Linked DNA regions of Rattus norvegicus: region 1 is linked to region 2. Evidence: chromatin contacts called from public Hi-C data. All regions are on one chromosome and are shown on one strand. Each heading gives the region's core, a stretch centred on a gene start, on an enhancer-like site or on the middle of the called end of the contact. The rest is flanking DNA. Distances are from core to core; before and after follow the strand shown. Region 1 has its middle 10 kb from the start of Drd5. Region 2 has its middle 51 kb from the start of Zfp518b.

Evidence for each region. Hi-C and Micro-C count contacts between places; a contact is called where the count stands out from the background.
Region 1: a contact with region 2 is called in a Hi-C map of liver, with 3 times the contacts expected there. The contact joins two enhancer-like sites. A contact is called at or near these places in 3 of 12 Hi-C or Micro-C datasets (kidney and liver).

What each region holds. Positions count from the first base shown.
Region 1 is chr14:76,711,206-76,715,724 of GRCr8, reverse strand. No RefSeq gene overlaps it. Among named protein-coding and RNA genes, the nearest start is that of Drd5, 10 kb to the right of the region's middle. Within about 2 kb of position 2,999, at least 5 of the 93 cell types and tissues checked have an H3K27ac peak or open chromatin away from gene starts, as enhancers often do. A contact at or near this core is called in kidney and liver, where this site is marked.
Region 2 is chr14:76,382,233-76,387,325 of GRCr8, reverse strand. No RefSeq gene overlaps it. Among named protein-coding and RNA genes, the nearest start is that of Zfp518b, 51 kb to the right of the region's middle. Within about 2 kb of position 2,250, at least 8 of the 93 cell types and tissues checked have an H3K27ac peak or open chromatin away from gene starts, as enhancers often do. A contact at or near this core is called in kidney and liver, where this site is marked.

The DNA of each region.
Region 1 (4,519 bases), core at 1,750-4,249, 330 kb before region 2:
TCTTACCTAGGTTTTTCTCAAACTGACTCCTGATCCTCTTGTCCCTGCCTCCCTAGTGGCAGGGATACAGACTTGTACTGCCATGCCCAGTTTTAAGCAGTTTTAGCGAACTGATTCCTCGGAGAGCAGACACGTGTAGCTGCTCACACTATGGGAGTTGCTGTCACCTAGTGGTAGGGACCAGGGACATTCCTGAGCATTCTATAATACAGAGGAGAGCTCAACCCTAAACGACCTCTTGGTCTCAAGCAGTAGTCCTGAGGCTGAGAGACAATGGCCCAGGCACAGTGGCCATTAACTTGAAGTTCCCAGGCAGCCACCAGTAGACACACACAGACACAACACGCATGCGTGCATGTGCACACGCACACGCACATGCACGCACCACACATACACCACAAAACAAGGTCATTCTTACATGTGCTGAACTTGGATGTGACGTTTTTAACACTCCATGCCTCTCCGCCATTTCCCAATCCCCACGGCCCTGGCTCTACCCTTTAGCCCGCATAGACATCACCTTGGCACTTCACGGTGACCTCTGCCCTCTGGCTCCAAGTCCAGAGGCGGTTCATCTGGCGTGGCTGGGGCCTGCCCTTTCATGAGGACCTCAGCACCCGTGTCCTGCAGAAGCATCTCTCAGGACTCTGCTGAGTAATTCAGCACTGCCAAGGCTCCATCATGGCTCTCTTCTCATGGTATTGCAATATGGTTATGGGTAACTTCGGAGAGCATTTCCAGGAGATAGTTATACTACTGTTTGGTCATCTGTGACTTAGGAAATTCTGGTACATTCAGGAATTTTCTTTTCTTGTTATCCCAAGTTGCACCATGGAGAATACCTTTATTTCTGAGGTTTTGGACTTGTCCAAAGAGTCCTGTTTGGTCATGGCATGAGATGGCATTTCTGAGTTTTGGTTGGCATGAACTTGACCCCTCTTCAGCAGCGTGGAGGCCTTGGTTTCTGGGTTTGGGCTTCTGCCAAGAAGGGGGAGGGAGCCGTAACTTTGGGCCTGACTGACTGGGCTGTAGTTGAGTGACCCTGTTAGAGCTTGGCCAAGTCAGCTCAGCTTCGCTGGGTTCAGAGTCTTTTAGGGGCAGCCCTTACAGGAGTGATCCTCCTTGCCCAAACTGAAGGCTGGACGGTGGCTGTCATCAAACTTCCTGTCATACCTTTGGTAAGGCTAAGGAAAGGGCTATTTTCTTCATTCCAGGGCAGTTTTCAGGGGAACATTAAGGTGAACAATATCCAAGCTTTGGGCTATTGCTGCTATCATAAAGGGAACACAAATTCAGGCAGCAATGAATGAATTTCCCACACATACATTGGCAAATCACACTGGTCTGTTTTCTGTTACTGTGTATGTATGGCACCATGGCCGAGTGTGAGTATTTAACAAGAGAAGACATCTGTTTATTTATTTCACAGTTTTGGAGGTTTAAAGTCCAATTAATATGGGCCAACTCTGTTTCCACATGGTGAAGGCCCTGGGGCATGGCATTGTGGTTGGACCAAGTGAAAGAGAGAGGTGTCAGGGCAAGATAGGGGGTGTGAGTAAAGGGAAAGTCAAGGATTCTCTTACAGAAACACTCTGATGAGGATTAACTCTTTGTCTTGTAAGAACCACTTTGATACCACTGAGTTCACACCCTCAGGGACTCAACCACTTTCCATTCGTCTCCACTTCAGAAGGTCCCACATCTCTCAGCATCAACACGGAGAACAGAGCCTCCAACACACTTGTCCTTCAGGGACACCATATGTTTGTCCAAGTCAAAGCAGTGTGAAAGAAATCAGACCCATGCTGGCTGTGGATGAGAGATGAACTGGTAGAAACCAGTCGGTTAGAGTGGCTGGCAATGCTGGGTAAGGCTGGAGGTACACATTACCTAAGAATGGGCATGTCCAGATCTCTAGGGGCTCCTAAGACAGGCTTAGGGGTGGCCAGGTATTAGTGGAGCGCATCCTGGTTGTTGGTCAGGAGCAGACTGCTTCTACATTGCAGTACCCACAGGAGTGTAAAGGGGGATGACCCAGAACTCTATCTTTCAATGTGAACCATTCTCAAACAGTATTCAAGGAGAGACAGCATAAAACAGAAATATAGACAGCATGAAGTTCCAACAAGGTGCTTAGAAACAGACAGGACAACTCTGGATGCACTAATGCTCTGGGAGACACCTTGCAGTAGGAAGTTGCTGACACATTAGAACTGAACACTAAGTTCAGTGCAGTGGGCAGGAATGGTGCCGGATGGAGATCAGGGGTCAAGTACATGCAGTGTCTCAAATATTTTCACTCTTAAATAAGGAGATCAAACAGAGGCATCCATTGTGTTTCCCTTGGTACTTTTTTTTATACGCATGAGATGTTTTATAATAAAAACATCTAAAAGAAAGGAGAATAAGGAAGAAGTCGGACAAAGCGACCACGGGAGGTTTTCAAAGCTCATCCATGGTGGCTGAGAGGTGGGTGTCTGAGCCAAGTGTACTCTGATCCCTGAGCTAGGAGATCCTCAAAGTGGGGTAAGCTCAATGATAGGAGCTGTTGCGATCACGTGACTCATTCCTCAGAGAGAATCACATTCTCATCAGCTGACCTGATATTGGCTAAATTGACACAACACCTCACTTTTCGCCTAGTTAAAAAAAAAAGAATACCTAAATAAACAAACAGAAAACCACCACCAACAACTAGATTTGGCATAAAATGTTTGGCTCTGTGCTGTAGAAGGGAGCCCTGCTTTGGGGAAGTGTGACCAGGAGGGGGCGCGCTGGCGGCCACTCCGTCTCCCTCGCGTTCTGAAAGCAAACCCGAGACCAGAAGCCCTCGTGCTCTGAAAGCCAACTTGACCAGAAGCAAGAGGATGTCCCCCGCAGTGAGGAGAGATCATCTTCTATCCAAACAGAGCCCTTGTTCCTGACTCTTCACCTTTGCCCCTTCCCTTGCCATACTCCTGTAGTTTTGCTGGCCAAGGTTTGCAGCTCGCGGATCCAGGCTTGCATTCACCTTCCAAGCGCTAGAGGGCGCTCTCAGCCTTATTGGAAGACAGTGGCTCGCAGACTGCGGGTGTGTGGCTCCCGCCAGGGGAAGCTCAAAGTATGGGGTCGGATCTCCTGACTTGTTGCTTGGGACTACAAAGCTGACTAAGCCCATCCTTGCTGGAGGAGGGCACGGAATGGGAGATGCATGACAAGGGTTCCAGGAGGGGATGGGGAATAGGGGTGGCAAACTGCCTGCAAAATAAGAGTGATTACACGCACATCACTGCACAGAAGACAGGAGACCGGGACCTCAAGAACATAGTTCTAGACCCATTATCTACTCAAGTCCTTTTTTAGGAGACCTCATCAAACGATGTCAGCATTTAAACCAGAGATGGGTTAACTCTTTTTTCATAAGGAGTCAGATAGAAAAGTTATTAGATTTTGTGGGCTATTTCTGTCTTCTAGTGAGAAGGGGAACATGGTGGACTTAGTGAATGAATGAAGCTATGCCCATAACAATGTATAAAGGAAGAACTGAGATGGATTTGGCTACAGGTCAGAGTTTGGTGACTTCCTGATATCAACCAGACTTATTTGTTGCCTGTAGCTGACCCAGCTTAGCCACACCCCTCAGTCAGCCACACCCCTTAGTCAGCCTCAGAAGTGCCCTTGCATTCTAACTCAGAAGAACCTGTCTGAGAAGCAGGAACTGGTGAGGGCATCATGAGTCTCACCCATTGGCTGTCATTTTCTACATGTTCACTGTCCAACTGCTTCCAGAACCTTCTCAGATGTGCCTGAGTCAGCCCAACAGCAGTGGGGTAGCATTGCCATGCAACTCTTCAGTTCCACATTGAGCACAGTCTTTGATCTGACATAACTGGTAAAGAAAGGCTCTCTTGGTGTATTTATCAGCCTGAGCCACCCAGAGCACCAGGGTTGCAGAGAGCATCTGTGTCCACAGGGCCACATGGTACAAGCTAGGCTGAAGAGGGACAGCAGAGGGTTCATCTTCTATGAAAGGTAGAGTGGAGCCTCCCAGGGTGTGCCCAGGAGAGAAGATGGCCGAGTCCTTTGGACCAGTGGCCATGGATGAATCGCAGGAATGCATGTGGTTTTCGATGCTAGTATGAATCTGGTCATGATGCAGTCTCCTTGATGAAAGAGGAGATGTCAGTAGAGGCCAGGGGTGGCATCTTCTGGAAAGGGCTCGCTTCTCTGCTCAGGTGATGTGTATGGAGCTGGATGGCCCCTCAAGGAAGTGCCTGGTATGGTGTGGGATAAGACTTGAGTCTAGAGGCTGGGTTTCAGCTGCTGTGGTATCACTTCCTACCCTCAGGGTATTCTGGTGTCACTGTGGCAGTAGAGGTCTTCACAGAGAGTCATCAAGTGGCTTGAGATGGCACCCAGGCTGCCCTACACGTAATCTGCCACGAGGAACCCTTATCGTAATTCTGAGTATAATTCTGAGTGAATCTCAGGGGTAGCTGAGTGGCACTAGCTGTTTCTCTGCAGATGGGCAGCGCTGATC
Region 2 (5,093 bases), core at 1,001-3,500:
CATTCCATGATTCTGAAGTTAGCCCGAGGCTGGCGGGTGTCTTTCCAGGGAGTAATTACTGTTGCTTTGGTCTATCCACCAGACACAGCTCTCTCGCTCTTGCTTTCTCTCTCTCTCTCTCTCTCTCTCTCTCTCTCTCTCTCTCTCTCTCTCTCTCTCTCGTAAAGAAACAGTTCTTCTTTCAGGGGTTTCTCTGACCCCAATTCCTCCCACCAGAAAGGTTTCCTCTGAAAGGTTATAAAACCCAGAACCTATGCTCAAAGGAATTCCTCTTTGTTTATCAATTTTCCAAAAGTGGGCAGCTGAGCCTGGCGAGGGCTGTTAATGATTATTCCTAAGTTTTGCTAAAACGCCAAGTTTCCAGTTGTAATGATTGGAAAACAGAGCCCAGCACTGCTGACTGTTGTACTGTATGGGTTTGAGAATGAGCTGAGGAAGTGAACGGTCATTTGTGCTAACCGTTGAGCCCTGAATCTAGCCAGGGCAGGTGTAACCACAGAGTGTTTCACAACCAAATGAAGGGAAGTAGCTTATATAATAAGGAACCTGTTGCATGAGTCTGGACCTATGTTTTCAAACCACCGGAGGATACCCAACATATTCACTCCCCCCAGATGATCCTCCCGTGTTCTTGCTTCAGTGTGCTAGCCCTCTCTGGTTCCTTGCTCTATTGCTTTTTTGTTTGTTTGTTTGTTTGTTTGGTATTTTTTGTTGGTGGTGTTTTGTTTTTGTTTTTGTTTCAGTGTACACAGCTTAGAGCTGTTGGGCCTGTCCGCTTCTCCCCTATGAGGCCCTGGAAGGTGAAATACTGGGAGAGGCAGGGCTTGTGAATACAAAGGAATAGAAACACCAACATTCTCCTTTCCTTCCAGCAAGTCACTTTCCCCCATGTTCATGCCCTAAGGGATGCTGTAAGTTGAATCTACCTCTCCTCAGCCAGAGATCTTCTAAAGCATTCTTTCAGGGAGAATTTGTTGTGCTGTTAAGATATTGGTTCCTTCTGTGTGCTCCACCCACATCCCCACCCCTGATCTGAGGGAAAGGATGGTCCACCACAACTCCTAGGTTATTAGATCTAGGAGTCACCTAGCTGGAATTCAAACACCCAGGAGGAAAATGGGGAAGGGCTTTGTTTTAGTAGTCAACCTTCTGAAGGCTGCTAGATCTTAAGATAGGAAAAAGTAGCATTGGGAATGAGTCTGGATGTAAACTGTTCCAGCTACAGATGAAGATGCCTAGACCTGGGCTGGTGAAGTCTTGCTCCAGGATCATTCAGATAGTACTGGTGCTTCCTTGGGGCTAGGCATGTAACGTCTAGCAGACAGATCTGCACAAGAATGTCTGCCAAGGGGAAGACTAGCCCTAAAATTGTTATGACTGGTTCCCCTCTCAGACTTTAAGTGGTTTCTCTGAGAAGGGCTCCTGTTGTTTCACCACACAAGACTTTTGGGTTCCTTAAAATGTACACATGAAGACTGTCCAACTTCCCTGTGGCCTGACCTCTTATCTCTGACCTGGGCAGGAGTTTAGGTAACAGTCTTGCTGGGACTGGGGTGGTAGACAGAGCACAGCAGCCACTACGGCAGCAATCCTTCCTTGGGCTTCCCTACTCCAGGATGGTGCTCCCTACTCCAGGTTGCTGCTCCCTACTCCAGGATGGTGCTCCCTACTCCAGGATGGTGCTCCCTACTCCAGGATGGTCCTCCCTACTCCAGGATGGTGCTCCCTATTCCAGGATGGTGCTCCCTATTCCAGGATGGTGCTCCCTATTCCAGGATGGTGCTCCCTTCTGCTCCCTCTCGAAGGGAGCCTCAACAGCACAGTTTGTGTTTGTTAGTAGAGGGTGGCAGGACTCTTATATCAGTGTGAAATATCAAGACTCAGAGTTCACCTAAGAAGATAACTTTTCCTCAGTCCTAGCTGTCTTGAGTTACAAAGTTAATAGTTTAACTCCATTGGACTTCTGAGCCACTAGCCAGCTTGTTCCAAAACTGGGAGTAGGTTAAAAGGGCTGAGAGGTAGGACAAGTAACATTGTATCAGTAACTGGCTAGGGACTTAGGGACACAGATTCTAGTGGCTAGGAAGCAAACACCCAAGGAGCATGTTCCAGACCTCAGATTTGAGAGCTGCAGCAGCTGGTGGTCACAGCAGCTCACGTGTCTAGCAGCTGTTTCAGGCTAGTCAGGACAATGAGCACTTGAAGGAGGAGCCCTGTGGGACTCCATAGCTCACCCCAGCTGACCTGGCCATGTGCAGGCATCCTCTTGGCAGAGGGTGGATGCCACGAGATGGAAAGAGTAGCCCTGAGCCTTGGTTCAGGCTCTATTCCAAAACGGCAAATATTTCCAACATGGTCAACTAGGTCATGGGGGGGGGATTCCTGTTTACTTTGTTCACCAGCCTCATCTGCAAGCCAGAGTTTTAATGTGAAAAGATGGCCACGTTTCCTATGAAGTCAGCCCTACCATCTGTCCCAGGCTCAGCTCCTGCTGAAGCAGTTCACAATTTTAATTATAATCAAGGGGATGGACAATCAAGCAAGATGTCAAAACAATGACTGATTACTTCGGTTTGAACAATGCAATTAGAGATTTTTAGAGATGATAGTTAAGATTTGCTTTAAGAAAATGTTTATGTGCACCATGAACATGCAGTGGTCATGCAGGCCAGGACATCAAACCTCTTGTAATAGGTGGGTATGAGTCAACTGATAAGGGTACTGGGAACTGAACTGGGTCCTCTGTAAGATCAGCAAGGGCTCTTAACCATCTCTTCAGCCCTGAGATGGTATTTAAAACTAGGTTGAACCTCAGATAATACCGAGGATTTTTAACTTTATCATGTATGGTATTATTATCTGTGTGAGAAATGCCTCCTTTTGAAAGAGATACCTTCTAAACCCTACTGGATTGACATGTGTTTTAGTTAAGGTTTCCATTGCTGTGAGGGTATAGCCTTGTTGGAGGAAGTGTGTCACTGTGGGGGTGAGCTTTGAGACCCTTCTCCTAGCTCCCTGGAAGCCATCCTTCTCTTATTTGCCTTTGAAACAAGGTGTAGAACTCTCAGCTCCTCCTGCACCAAGCCTGCCTGGATGCTGCCATGCTCCCCCTTGATGATAATGGACTAGATCTCGGAACCTGTAAGCCAGCCCCAATTAAGCGTTTGATTTATAAGAGTTTTCTTGGTCATGGTATCTCTTCACAGCAATAAAACACACTAAGAGTGATTGAAACAGCTCAGATCCACAAATCTTTTTGACATCTAGGAATGGGCACCCTGTTGTTAGCTCTTTAAATAAGAGCTGTATAGAAAAACTCTCTAGGGTCCATCATGTAAGTATGGGATGCCCTAAAAATGGTCAGCTACATTGCAATCTGTGAGAAAGATATATATGGGGCATGATCGCCAGCTGGCAATGCCACTATATGCACAAGAAGAAAAACAACTGAAATTGCTGCTCAGAGGAAATTTGTGACAATTTTGGAATTTTAATGTCTTTGAAAAACACGAAAGTATTATGTGAATATGTGTTTGTTTTAATCCAAAGTGTGGGATATAGGGAGGCTTCAGATTGTCCACAGCAGCTGACTAGGATTTGCCTCATACTCTAGCAGGGGACTGGTTATATCAGGTACCTACAGTTTCTGTGATTGTGTGACATTTGGAATTCTGGGATCTTCTCAGAGATTTTATAAGTGCTAGGGCTTTGAGAGGTGGGGATGGGTTGTTGGTTGTGGTTAGTCACAGTTTGTTAAATAGTTATGTGCAAAAAGAACAAACCAACAATCAGAAAAAAATTAGATATACTGATGGTGAAAATCAAACCTGCCCCAAAAAACTTGACACCCCTAATCAGAAGAAAGTAGTCTAATGATAACATAATACCCTTTCCCTTCTATTCTTTCTTCTCTTCTATCTGGTATTGAGGAGTTGAAAGGGTGGAAGGGAAGGGTAGAAGAAAAAGGGACCCACACAGTAGCCAAAGTCCAACAACAAGTGGCACCCACAGATGGGTCAAGGCAGAATGGGAAACTTGATTTCAAATGCCATAGAGAAAACCACAGGGCTGAAGGGATGGATTTTTTTTTCTTGAAGACACTGGCAAAACTTTTTTTTATGTCTATAACCACTGAGATGTCTCCTGCTTTACTCCCAGAGGGGATATCGTTCTTTCTTTTTCTTCTTCCTATATTCTGTTTCAAAAAAAGGTTGGAAAAATTATGAGTGGAAATGGAGAAATGGATCTGAGAAACAAACAAACAAAATGGCTGAAATGGGAAAATGAAAGGGTTCTGCTCTTTCTTTTCTGAAAGAGATTTTAGAGTTGGCTATGCAACTGGGAAAATTAGGGATGGAAGTGAAAGTGCTGGGGAAAGGAGCACAGAAGCAGAGAATACAAAGGCTCAGTCCTGGTGACTTTGCAAGAGAGCAGGAGTTTCTTGCAGGAGAGAGGGGGGACAGAATCTGTGCTAGAGAAAAGTTTAAAAAGTGGGAGAACAATCTGATGAAACGGTCTGCTTCAAAGGAGTTAATTTTGAACCAATCTTGCTGCCGGAGTTAGAGGAGGGTTGGCCTTGGTTACAAAATCACCGCCATCAGCTTTTCCAGTAGATGTACAGCATATACCAGTTAATGGTGTGAAACAAGGGTATGATGAGACAGGTTGGCTTCTTATAGAAATGATAGATCTAAAGTGTTTTTTAAATGCCGTATTTATATATGAGATGCACTCGCCTTATGTCAAACAAATTCTCAATAACTGGGCTTCTCAAAATAGAGTTATTCTCCAAGACTGGAAGGGATTGGTTACAGCTGTAGTAGAGACTACTCTACAGTTGCAAAGGTTAACATGGTGGAGGGAAGAAACCACAAACACTGACGAGTGAAATAGAGTGAAAGGAATGCATATAGTGAAAGACCAGTTGCTGGGGAAAGGTCAGTGCTTTGTTATACAAGAACATATGCAATCTGAGATGCTACTATAGAATAATGTTCCTTAGCAGCTTTAAGAGCTTGGGATAAAGTTGAGAATCTTGGAAAAGGTCCACCTCATCTATAAAAATTATACAAGGCTCCGGAGAGACCTTCACT